Regions from separate parts of the Bombyx mori genome. Here region 2 is linked to region 1. The links are chromatin contacts, called in public Hi-C maps. All regions are on one chromosome and are shown on one strand. The core of a region is the stretch at or near the end of the contact, and the rest is flanking DNA. Distances in the headings are between cores, read along the strand shown. Region 1 holds the start of LOC101740130 (GATA-binding factor A). Region 2 overlaps Gata-beta (transcription factor BCFI).

What was found. Hi-C and Micro-C count contacts between places; a contact is called where the count stands out from the background.
Region 2: a contact with region 1 is called in a Hi-C map of midgut, with 2.1 times the contacts expected there. The contact joins the enhancer-like site here to the promoter of LOC101740130 in region 1. A contact is called at or near these places in 2 of 7 Hi-C or Micro-C datasets (midgut and whole pupa).

The regions. Positions count from the first base shown.
Region 1 is chr15:18,351,336-18,357,977 of ASM3026992v2, forward strand. It overlaps LOC101740130 (GATA-binding factor A), which reads right to left and starts at 4,918. Exons shown (of 9, transcript XM_038015865.2): 1 at 4,785-4,918.
Region 2 is chr15:18,428,356-18,434,909 of ASM3026992v2, forward strand. The region is part of intron 9 of Gata-beta (transcription factor BCFI); the gene reads right to left. Among protein-coding and RNA genes, the nearest start is that of Gata-beta, 20 kb to the right of the region's middle. Within about 2 kb of position 2,151, at least 8 of the 8 cell types and tissues checked have open chromatin away from gene starts, as enhancers often do.

The DNA of each region.
Region 1 (6,642 bases), core at 3,668-6,167:
CATCCATGCTAGGATAATGGTAAGTATTTAGCTAATAGGATAATAGATAGGCAGCGACCTGGCTCTGTCCCTGGCATTGCTGAAGTCCATGAGCGATGGTAACCAATCACCATCAGGTGGGCCGTATGCTCGTCTGCCTACAAGAGCAATAAAAACAATTAAAAACATATATGCATATAAGCTCTATAGGCTAGAAGTCTTAAAATTAAAATGTACTACTTATTAAAGTGCTTTTAAAACTAGACGCAACATTTTTGACAATAAAACTATTTATTTAATTCTATTAACTAATGATTTTTACGAGTCCGTCCTCCGTTCCGTTCCCACGCTCGGCATTTCCAATACGAACGAGCGGGACGTAATATGGAATTATTTAGGCAGGCTATAGTGTGAAGCATTCGTTATGGCTATGTATATTTGGTGGGATTAGTTCACTTAAGGCGCGTGTACCGGCCTCTTTGATCGGAGCGCGGCCCGGTCCGTATCAACCTTTAATTGAAAACGATGCGTCATTGCTTTTTATTTTACAATTCTTTAATAGTTTTAACTAATTAAAGTATGATGATAAGTTACACGTCGGCGGAGTGCACACACACCGGGAGAGCGGACAAACAAGGAGACATCGTTATTAATGCAAACACAAACACTGATCTATTGTTTCAAGAAGTAAGGGCCGTCCCTACAGACGTCCTCACTCGTCTCCCGGCCCTGCCCGAGGCTGTTCTCACGTTCTCGTTTCACAGATATACGCAGTTCCATGATCGACCTACGTAGTTTTAATACATTTGCATTTCGGTTAATAAGGATTTTTCCTTAAAACTTGCCACGTCGACCGGTAAACCACCCCGCTAGGATCTACATTCTACTATGGCTTCTGACGTTATTGCAATTTTGTTCTTTATAAATATATACATTAGACAGCAAATAGCTTTTCTGCAAGGTTGTCTTTCAAAAATGATAAAAATAGCCTCATCAGATTAGTGTAATTGAAGTGTTTCCTTGAGAAGTTTTACTTAATACATATGTAATCTGACAGATATTATTTATACTATAGTAAACTAAATTTTAGCATTAATCATATAAGATGTTGACTATCTGTCTGTTTGTTTGTTCAGATACATCTTTTCTTGAATAGCTAAACCTATTCTGACGAGACTTCCATCGACAGGTGGAGGTTTGTCATATTTTTTAGGTTTTTTTAATTCTACTCCGGTAAATAATGCATACTAATAGAAACAAGAAAATGTGAATACTGCTTGATGATGATACTGCGGCTTAGCTCACAGAATCACAGAACTGAATGTGACGCATATTCGTAGGGTTGCACGTTTGAGACGGAGCACGTGCCTACTACTAATATTTTACATCCGAATGGTTAGTTATGTGGGCCAGACAGCGACGGCTTTCCGGACTGCCTGTTCTTCCCACAGCGCGGACAATTCAATAAACTGTTCGCGGGACGCGGGTGACCAGCAGAGCCGTTAGTGTAGTAAAGTCAACAAGAACACTAAATCAGTTCGGAGTTAAGTAGCGGTACCTGCGCTGCGCCACACGGAAGCGACACGGCGCCGACACGACACGTTTATTGCATCGCTCCGGCTCCGACCCAGGTACATTTTATGGCCCCGTACTCAAATGCCTTACCGATGTTTTTATTGATTTAAAGGGAATTTAATCGACCACTGGAAGTGACACACGCTGAGCTTGTACACGTCACGTCACGAATATTCCTCACTAGTATGGAGCTCACTCCTTCACCTCATGTTCAAGATAATATGTGAGCGCGCACCGCTTCTAAAAGTTCTTGTTTTGCGTTTGAGTTTAGAAGGTGATAGAGACGTGTCCGCGGTGCATGCGACCGGCTAGTCATTCGAACCTGCGACTGTACCGCACAAAACATATTATTTCTATGTTGTCACGTTTGCCGTGATTGTATAATTTATATTTTGAAGATTCAATTGCTACAATAAAAATTAATGAAATATATATTGTAGTAAAGCTACATGCTCTATTTTTTATTTCTTACTTGGGTCGACGAGCTCACAGCCCACCTGGTGTTAAGTAGTTACTGGAGCCCATAGACATCTACGACGTAAATGCGCTACCCACCTTGAGATATAAGTTCTAAGGTCTGAAGTATAATTACAACGGCTGCCCCACCCTTCAAACCGAAACGCATTACTGCTTCACGGCAGAAATAGGCAGGGCAGTGGTACCTACCCGTGCGGACTCACAAGAGGTCTTACCACCAGTAAACGCATTAGCACAGCAGCCCGCCCAACGACGGATAGAAGTAGCAGGTGTGCGACGCCGGCCGCCTCCGTATCTTCCAAACATTATCATGTATCTGATAGCAACATGAGCAGATCCACACAATCAAATTAATTTCAAAACATAATTTTTAAATTACCAAACGACATTTTTTATAATGTTCTGTCTACATCGTGTCATCAAACAAGAATTCAGCTATTTGGCAGTGGAATGCAAAATATTCTCTATCCCGCTTAGACATCTCTACATTGGTTAGAGTAGGCAAGACAATAGAATATCCAAAGTACACTTTGAATGTCTTTTGTTTTACTTATCGTGTCCTTTTTGTGTTTTGTCTGTGCATAGCGAGCACGAGCGAGAAGTAAATACCTACGCAAGACAATGGCCCGGGCTCCGTGGCGCCTCCGAGACCGACCCTACAGCGACGTCGCGCCCTCCACTACTACATGTCTGCTCTGAATGTGTCACAGACTTACAATTTACACTTCACTTTATTATTATCATGTAAGTTAGAACTTCAGTTGCTCTAGATCAGCAGGTGGGTCACTCGGTATGAAGTGGTTACCGAAGCGAATAAACATTACAACGTGAGTGCTGCTACTCATCCTCATTTTAGTCCAACGACTAGCCGCGCTGGAGGCCTTAGCGATTATTATTCAAGTACCTAATAATTAACGATGCAAGCTGGCTGATCGTCCGTGGAAACATTTCTTTCGGCTTGACCGACGGCCTTTTGCTGGAAGTTTACTGGTGGTAGGACCTTTTGTGAGTCCGCACTGGTAAGTACCTACCACCGCCCTGCCCATTTCTGCCGTGAAGCAGCATTGCGTTTCGGTTTGAAGGGTGGCGCGGCCGTTGTAACTATACTGAGACCCTTAAAACTTAAATCTCAAGGTGGGTGATGCATTTACCTACGTTGTAGATGTCTATGGGCTTCAGTAACCACTCTAAGATCAGGTGGGCTGCGAGCCCGTCCACCCATCTAAGCAATAAAGAAAAACGTTGTTGAAGGAGGAAGCATATACGTCACAATAATCTTGATCGACTCCACATCTCTGATTAAAGCAGCGACTGAAATAGACACGACTGTTGTGCGTGTAGCGGTCGACGCCTCGCAGGCCGAGTGTGTGGATTCAAAACCGAGAAAGGCATTTCGAAGAAATTTAATAAATCTGCTTCCGTAATTAACTTCTTCTGCTTTCAAATTTGTACTTTCATACATGTGTTAAGCAAACTATATTCATTATACGCAGGCCGCGCCTTCTCCGCGACGAGGGAACGGAAGACAGAGGATCCAGCGCGCCCTTAATCATACTTGAACTAATGTGAAATATCAACTGCAACCCACAGACTCATGTTATTCTTCACGACTAGGTACTTACTGCTCTCAAATCATCTCTACTCTACAATTGACGTATTTGAGTATTTTTAATTTAGAATTAGGTAAATATTAATGTTTATTTATTTAAATCTATGCAAGGATTGCAATGTTTTTAGAGTTTCACGACTCTTAGACATGAGTAGGGAAAAGATTTATGTCTTATTTTATTTATCAGTTAGTCCGATCATTTTATAATAATAATTTATATTAGTCAATATGTGTTTGAGGTGGATTCCGTTTGTATTATATATTATTTAGACAGATTTAATTATCATAACTGCATCTGCATCTAATCCCATATTAAGATAAATACAGAAGCTCAATTATCAATTGGTGGTGATCGAACAGGTCGCAATTCTGTGCTCGTTACAAATTAAAATCACACTTCTTCTAGTCTGCCAAAGTCTATTTTCATTTTATTGCGTTCATTAGGTACGTGGAAAAAGAGAACTTTTCTTATTCTTGTTGTAGTCATTTTTTAGATATTTACCAAAAGAGCTTACTTAGCTTATGTTAAATATAAGAAATAGTAACAAATGCAGATAATACAGTTGAGTTTGAGTCATCGATTATACCTATGGGTCGGTGAGTTGCGCTGGAATGTGCCTACACCACGAGGTACTTACGCGACACCGCTGCACCGCGACATCTCATTGTACTCTGATGTAATAGAACAGGATAGGATAATAACAATCATTTTGTTGCACAATATTTTAACTGCGAAGAGTGCGGGGGGTCCCAAGTAGCACTTACTGGGACAAAATCGTTAACAATCTCGAATTATTTAGAACCAGAGCACCAGCTAAATGCTTAGGCGTCTTGTTAATTTCGATGCATATGTCGTCATTCAGCCGCGACCAAATGGTACTGAATTTGAAATTTGGAGACAACGACTGCATAAGTAAATTGAATAAATTTGATTAAATCGCGATGGAGAGATAAAGAACACTTAAGAATCCAGTCGCGTCGTTATTAAAGCACATCATCTTTATGTTGATGTACAGAGACACCGATATGAACGGATACAAAACTGGATCTTATCTAGCCTCGTCCAGTGTGTTACCGAGAATTACGAAACTGAGAAAGAGATATGAGATGCATCGATCCAAGATGACCGAGATAGATAACTTACTTGAAACAGACTGGCCGGTCGTTATCGCGAACGTTTATCACAGAGTCACAGTCACAGATATCACTGGTCAGGAGATAACGATCTCGCGATAGAGACGTGCGTTGGTAGCGGCGCGCGCGGCAGCACTACCGAGCGACGGTGCAACCTCCACCGTCGGGACCCCGCCCCGGGACTCCGCCCCCCCAGCCCCGCCTCTGATCGGCCGGTTGAGGGTAAAGAAAGTTCTTTTTCGTAAACCGAAGGAAGTTCACGGAAGCGCGTCGAGGCACGTGTGCAGGGCGGGGCCCGGGCGGCGGCGGCGACGGTTCTTTATGGAGCGGGCCGGTAATCGATCGCCGCCCCGCACTCGCTCCTCGCTCTCTAATTAATTGCCTCCACAACTGCCAGAACTAACGCTAATTGAACATTTACTATCGATCGGCCTTTGTTATTGAAACTATATCCGAACGAACCTACTCCGACATTCACTTACAATTACACCGACTAAATTAATAATGTTATTATTTTCAGTGACAACGTTTGTTTATACCTAATTAACAAATACTTTTTAAGAATATTAATGGATAGTATAATTTTATAAATACTTTCTCAGATTTTCAAGCGTTGGAGATTAAGGAGGTTAAGGGCCAATTGTTTCTTTTAATTCTATTTCGGGCTTCTTCACTATTCGTTGTTAGAGTACGGCGGCATGTCGACTACTGCACAGCTCTCGTGGTCGCAGGCAAAAATCTGAATTTCATTCGCGAAGCAACTGCTCTTGAGTTGTTAGGTCTCCTTCGAAGACGCTCGGGCATCTGTTAGCAAATCCCACCCCTCCTGGCTGAGCCTTTACTCGCCCACCTGTCCTGGTGAAACTGGAAAGGATTCAGGGCCACCAGTAATCCTTCAATCATAAAAAAAGTTCATTTTCTTTTTATTTATTTATAAGGCCCACAATACACATTGCAAGTTAAAAAAGATATACAATAAAGAACAACAGGTAAAAATCTGTCTTGTAATATAAGCCATGGCTCATCCATGAATATACTGTCCATAGTATGTTGTTATTTTATTTTATGCCGGTACTTTCTTTCTTTTTGCGTGATGAGAAGGAGCCGATCTATCTACATCGACTTGTGTATCGGATGCACAGGTGCAGCAGGTTTTATTGGTTAGATGGGTTGAGTAGCTCACGGTCCACCTGAGATATAAATTCTAAGATTTCAGTTTTTACAGTACAATGGCTGCCGCGCCCTTCAAACCGCATTGCAATGCATTACTGTTTCACGGCAGAAATAGGCGGGGTGGTGGTACCTACCGACTTATAAGACGCTCTGCCACCAGTAATAAAAAAATTGCGGGTTTTATTTACATTACACGATATACCTAATTACTTGATCGTGGAAGTTCTTCGTGAACATTTGTTAAGAAAGTATTTCATTAGGAAAATTGGTAGCCGATTCGAACACCGTTACATCGCTCGATACGAATGTACCGGACCTCTCATCCTTTAGGCCACGACGACCTCAGAATTGACTTGACATGGGATTTCATGCTGATTGATATTCGTATGATTTTATGTTAATACGCGGATACAACGACTATAAATTCTCATAGCTCCCAAACTCACAAGTGTCACTATTTTCGAAAATGTTTGTTTCTTCCGCAGAGGTTTTAAGTTGGAAAATATAGTAATATGAGATCTCAGTTTCAAAGATATAATAAGTTTGAATTTCGATTTGATTTATTTTTCCACCTTCTTCCACCTGTCCGTTGAAAGGCCCGTCTCTCTCGGCAGCGAGCCGCCGTCGGACAGAGAGACCAGGGGAGCTCCGGGAGCACCGGGGCAGAGCGCCGCGCCCCTCGCCCGCCCCGCGTT
Region 2 (6,554 bases), core at 901-3,400, 74 kb after region 1:
GATTACGGTGAAGTATCTTACATAATGTCAAGGGCCGTTGGTAGTGTTTCTAATTATACAACCGCCACTGTATTTATGTACCGTAAAAAATTAGTAAAATTAGATATCGATAAATAAATAGATAGTATTGAGTACCGTCGCCGCGTCGGCTCCACTATCGCCTTTAGTTCGTCCTTGTTGACTTTAGTTTTCAGACGAACACAAGATTTATTTTTGAGATCAAAATTTTCCATATCGGAAGCGTTCAAACCAATAATTTACCGAGTCGTGCGATCGTCTACACGCACCTACTGTAGTTTAGTGTTCACTCGCGTCTCGCACACGTCATTACTGTTGCGAGCGGCGAGCGGCGAGCGGCGAGGGGTTTGTGCGGCCTTGCTACCGCATAGTGGCGCATACGAACTCGCATTCCATAATTACGCGAATTTTGATAGTGTCCGTATTCATGAAAAACAATACAAATGTTATGAAAATAAAACACTGATCAATTAACAAATGAATGAATCTGATAATATCACTCAGTATTTTTTCAAATAAAATTTATTTGATTTTAGAAATTATTGGTTAAGGGTCGTAGAACGAACTTATACAATACTAATTATGTTATTATTTTTAAGATTCATTTTTATCGCTGCTGACGTCACTACTCTAGTGCCCTTGTCTCGTCTGTGCATGTTTGCGACGCCGAGTGGTTCCAGTAGTGCTATGTGTTACCCCCAATGACTTGTGTCACTTGATAGTTTGTGCTCTAGACCAGCCATTCTCGGTAGACGGGATCTGTCCACATGTCGCTTACGAGTGAACAAAAGCTTCTTCGTTCTTTGGGGTACTCGTTGCGCAGCTCCGTACGGTGCTTAGCGAGGCCTCCGTGAGCCGCACTCTGGCGACACCCGCGTGTCCCGCAGTTAGCAGCACTGAGGTGCTCCTCCGCGGTGCAGAAATGATGCTTGTCGAATTTGGTTATTAATCTTGTTACCACAACACCACACAATATTTAGAAGAAGCGGGAGAGCAATCTTCCTTGTGGGCTTGGGCCGTACCTACTCGAACGCAATGATTCCTGAGGGAGGTTTCGATGTGAGTGAGGTTTATCTTGTCGCAGGTTTCTCTGTGTCGTTGAAGGAGCCTGAGCACACTGCCGCCACAGTTGGCTGCGCGGCTCGGCGAGCGCCGAACATGCTTTAGATTTACCGGAACTATGGGAACTATGGGTACGTTAGTTCTTATGCAATTCATGAACACACATTACTTTATTGGTACTTTTATGGCCAAGCGCATTGTGATCGTAAGTGAGACGATAATGATGTCCACACAGCACGGAACAGTAATATAATGCGAGTTGTCGTTAAAACAAGCTCTACAAAACCACAAACTGATGACAGTTATAAATAAAATGAGAAACAACTAACATACGCCGATACTATGCGATTCTAATTGATACTAGACGGTACCTACACCACGGACGGGTCTATATTCACTCACAGTGTGTTGGTGCAGACTTCGGAGAACTAACGAGACAAAATGTCACAGGCCATTCCAGGGCCACATCAAACAGCCAAAATTGAAACAAATACGACTAAGGAAATACACAACTTCGCCTTCCGCAGCGAAGAATCTGTCGAATTGTTCTTGTGGTTCTTACGCTTATGTAAAATAAATAATGACTTTGTAAAAGTGTTATTTACTGCAATCTTGGAGATAAGAGTCACGGGCCCGCCGCGTGGTCCGAGCCGTGAGTAGCCCCGCGGGTCCCGGCAGCCGGCGACACAGGCCGCGCCAGCCCAGGCGCGCGACCTCTACTACACACATTCTTCATACTTATTCCTTTGTTTTATAAGTTTTCGTCTTATCAGAAAAAACACGGCACGTGCCCCGCTACAAAATCAACGGAGCAGCACTACTTACTGGCTACTGTATACTTTAATAAAAACCACGTAGGGACGTGTGTGCGTACATACACACGTACAGTAATAAAGTTGCTTTGTTAAAATATTATAGAGTTATTGTGAACAAGAGATCTATGCACGTGTCGGACACATGACAATACGAATAAAGCGAGTACAATACATTATGGTACGGCGCGGTTGGTCCGGTACACGCTGTGTGGGGCTGATCTTTGCGTGTGGGGATGCGCACTCTCTCTCGTTCCCGCGGTGCATGTATACACCCCCTGCACCCTCTGCACCCTCTGCGACCCGCTCTTAGGTACAAATACAAACACTATGCTTAGCCGCACAATATACGACCGTAACTGTCCGACTAGTTACCGGTTCGCGCTGAAAATGCACACATCATCGGAGTGATAACTGGTTCTTCATCTTCTGCTGGGGCCCGCGGATGAAAAAGATCAATAAAATTTTCGAACTGTTACGACGGATAATACGCGACCTGTTTCAATATATACATATAATAAAAATGTACAAAACGAACGATTCTTTACGCACGACACACGATGCACACACAGACGGAGACCCGTTACACGCGCCTATATAGTTGTGCACGACGCTCACAGGCGCGGGGTCGCCGTGTCGCGTCGTCAATACGTTACGTGACACACGCTCTACTGAACGAGCAACCTTAGTCTTGCTTCAGTGCAACTAAAATATTACATCTATTTGTGGTTAGGGAACTTTTTAGTAATATACATCATTTCGAAATATGTAGGTATATCTATATACCTATGTATAACAAAATAATGAATTTACTTGAAACTGTCCAATAATAACGCGTTTATGTTTATATTTATGTTTATACTGATTGATCCTGAGCAGTACTGAGCACCTATTGATAATACGTAATACATAATAAAACGCAGTTAAAATGAAATTCCCGAGTGCATTATATTTGAGAATCTCATATTATTATTATTATTGTACGACCACCTAGTATTGATTGATCAGAGTTTTCAGAAGCTAGCAGTAGGTATGTAGTTAGGGACATGTCTTGTAACATATTGGTTGGTGGGAGTCCCACAGCGACACACACACACAGGGTACAACGACTGCTGATAAGAGACGAGGACGCGACCACGTGACCGACGCGAGCGCCGAAACCACGAGCACACACACACACCGACGCACGACTCTGCGTGACCACTGTGTATGTACGTTGTAGGTCTGCAAAACGCCATCTAATGTTATTGTTGTTATCGCATTCAATTGATATTTTTCCGTTAACGAGCAGACAAGCTCGCGACCAACGTGACATTAAGCGGTCTCCGTACGCCGCCGGCCCGACGCGACGCCCAGAACGACGCACTCTCTCGAGATCACGTTGTTTTACTGAGCAATAGAAGAAGGGAAGGAAGCACAGCCCCGCGGACTGCAGAGTGGGCGGCGGCGACATCTAGTTCTTTTAATTTTTATCCATCCTAGCTATGCTGATAGCCTTGAGAAGCTATATCAGCGTTACCCTAGCGTAGTTGCTAACACTGGCCCTAGCAAGAGCCGCGCTTCGCAGAATCTACCACTGGATGGGAATTGCGACCCACTGAGAAATTCCGGTGAGAAACTCAGTGGGCTGTGTCTGTGGGTTAATTTACTCGTCGAGTCCTTCGTCATAAGTGACGGGTTCGGCGAGGACGGTGACCGGTGCTTGAGGTACCTAAAAGCACCGTTGATGGATTGGGAGGATCCGTAATGACATGACTTCTAGTCCATACACGACATGAAGTCCTTGATCGCAGCACAAGCTACGAGGGAGCGCGGCGCGGGCTGAGGGCCAGCGGAGTCCTATGCGAGCGCCAGCCTCCAGCGCAGCTACACGTAGCGCCGCGCTGGGTTCGCAAGGGGGCCAGTGCCGTGTGCGCGACAAAAGTCAACTACTGTTTGCACTCATCGCAAAGGGATTGGTCTCTTCCAACGCTTACAAAGCGTCCGTCGTTGGGCGGGCGGGCCCGGAATCAGCGCGTACGTTGTCCTCTGTCGTTAGCGTTTCTGATACTTATTATAATATTATAGAACACTCTGTACATTGTTTGTCGTGTGGCCTCGATATACACTCCAGATGCAGCTTGGCCAGTTGCTTATATAAATGTACACATAATATATTATACAACAATACCGGCTGTACTATGTGTAACACCCGTTGATCTGCTGATCCCAACTTTTTATTTATTGCTTAGATGGGTGGACGAGCTCACAGCCCACCTGGTGTTAAGTGGTTACTGGAGCCCACAAACATCTACAACGAAAATGCGCCACCCACCTTGAGATATAAGTTCTAAGATCTCAGTATAGTTACAACGTCTGCCCCACCCTCCAATACGAAACGCATTACTGCTTCACGGTAGAAGTAGGCGGGAAGTGGTACCTACCTGTGCGGAATCACAGGACATCATGCCACCCGTAATAACGCAAATTATAGTTCTGCGGGTTTGATTTTAATTAACTTAACACCAGGTGGGCTGTTAGCTCGTCCACCCATTTAAGCAATATTTTTTTTTAAATAATAATAATATTTTATTATTGATTAAGCACATTGGTTGAAGCTAGTCCGGTACTCCGCCACCGGTGCTAAGTTGCCTGCATGTTGCCATAAATCGTTACTGTATTGTATTGACGTACCTACACACATAGATACAAGAATTGTACAAAATTTAATGCCGAGCCGGAAAGGGAGCACGAACGCATCAATCACAATAAACCAACAAACATAACACACCCAATAAGTACAAGAAGATGAAAACAAGTCGACCGAGTCCGCGCGGGTGGGTACCACCACCCTGTCTATTTCAGCCGTGAAGCAGTAATGCGTTTCGGTTTGAAGGGTGGGGCAGCCGTTGTAACTTACTTGAGACCTTAGAACTTATATCTCAAGGTGGGTGGCGCATTTACGCTGTGAATGTCTATGGGCTCCAGTAACCACTTAACACCAGGTGGTCCGTGAGCTCGTCCACCCATCTAAGCAATAAATAAATAAATAAAACTTGAAAATGTACAAGTCTTCATAAAAATCTACTTTTTTTTTGTTTATATTTATTTTATTGAATTTTGAATATTATGGTATTCCTGTTTGAGACGGAAGCTAAATTAATCAAATATTGTTGACACACACTCATGCGCGCTCACACACGCTCACGCACACTCGCACTCCGCGATGAAGTCTGAGGTGGAGTTGTTAATGTTATTCTGAGCGGTTCGCACTCAGCGTGCGGTGTGGTTAACCTACACGAAGAATATAAATAGTATATAATAGGGAAGTCAACAGTTCTTGTGCAATAATACAAAGCTGAGAGCAGCATAACAATATAATAAACCTTCAGTACTTGAGTGTGTGTGTGCTTAAATATTTATATTCATTTTATCCTTATTTTAAAAATGTCTTTACATGGATTCGTGTGTGTTCCGGTTGGGATGGCGCGGGGGCCGCTGCACAAGTGAGGTTAAGTCGCAACATGAATCACGCCAATTTACTTTGTTGTGACTCTGGGCTCTGTACCACTTAAAGCCAGATCGACTGGGACTGGGACTGGGACTGTGAATACGTTCACACATCTATTTAAAAGAAGAAGAAAAAAAGCGTGGGGCAGAAACAAAGATAATGGAGTGTTTTTTTGTCTTTTTTTTTATATTCGAGTGTTTGTTGATTTATAGTCTTGTTTGATTGCGCATCACGAAAAAAACTGAATATTTTATTTCTATATTATGTCCACAGTAATCAGAATAATAATTGGATTAATTACGTAGGCAGTTAAATCTATCTAATCTAACATTTATTTGTTGAATATTTTGTTGTTTAAAAAGTTGGAGTCGTGGTGCGACCTTTTGTCCTTGATGTCGAGGTTCGTTAAGGTTTCAACCGAACACTGTCTTTTATTCCAACATTAAGTTAATCCTTATAATGAGCTGTTTTAGGCTACAAGAGACTTAAACCTTACATTATAGTTTTGGTAATGTTGCAACAGAGAAACGTTACGCCTACCACGTAGGTACTACGTCAGCTGCTGAACCGACCCTCGCCATGAGTGAGGTGCCTGCCTATGAGCGCAATTCACATCAGGTACGGTTCATTCGTGTCCCTTGTTGTAATGTGGTAGTAAGCTTTCACAAGTAATAGTCATTAGAGTCCATTAAGATCACAACTACTTGTCTTGAGAACGAACTGCTTGACTGAACGAACACATGACTGCAGCGCGGCAGTGGCAATAGAGATGGCGACACATACCCACCCATGAGGGGTTCATATATTAGAAGATATTACTTCTTTAATATGAAAATCGTTTCAATTGTTAAATAGATCTGTATTTAATTATAAATGATCAGATTCCAATGCACCGAGCGTGTTGTGGATTAGTGTATGTATGTATGTATGTAGGTACGTACGTTCGTTTGTGTGCGGTGGTAGGTAAACACTTGCACATACATGCACCGCACAGTGCACAGTGTGCAGCGGGCGACCCGGGGCCCGGGGGTGAGGCGCGGGGCGCGGGCCGCGGGGCGGCGTGCGTCAGTTAACGAGCGAGCTCGTTAGTGACTGCGTTGATTCACCCCATCGTTTTAGCTATGTTTTGGTAGGTGTACTGTGCAGTGCAATAAATACAGTTCCGTATTACA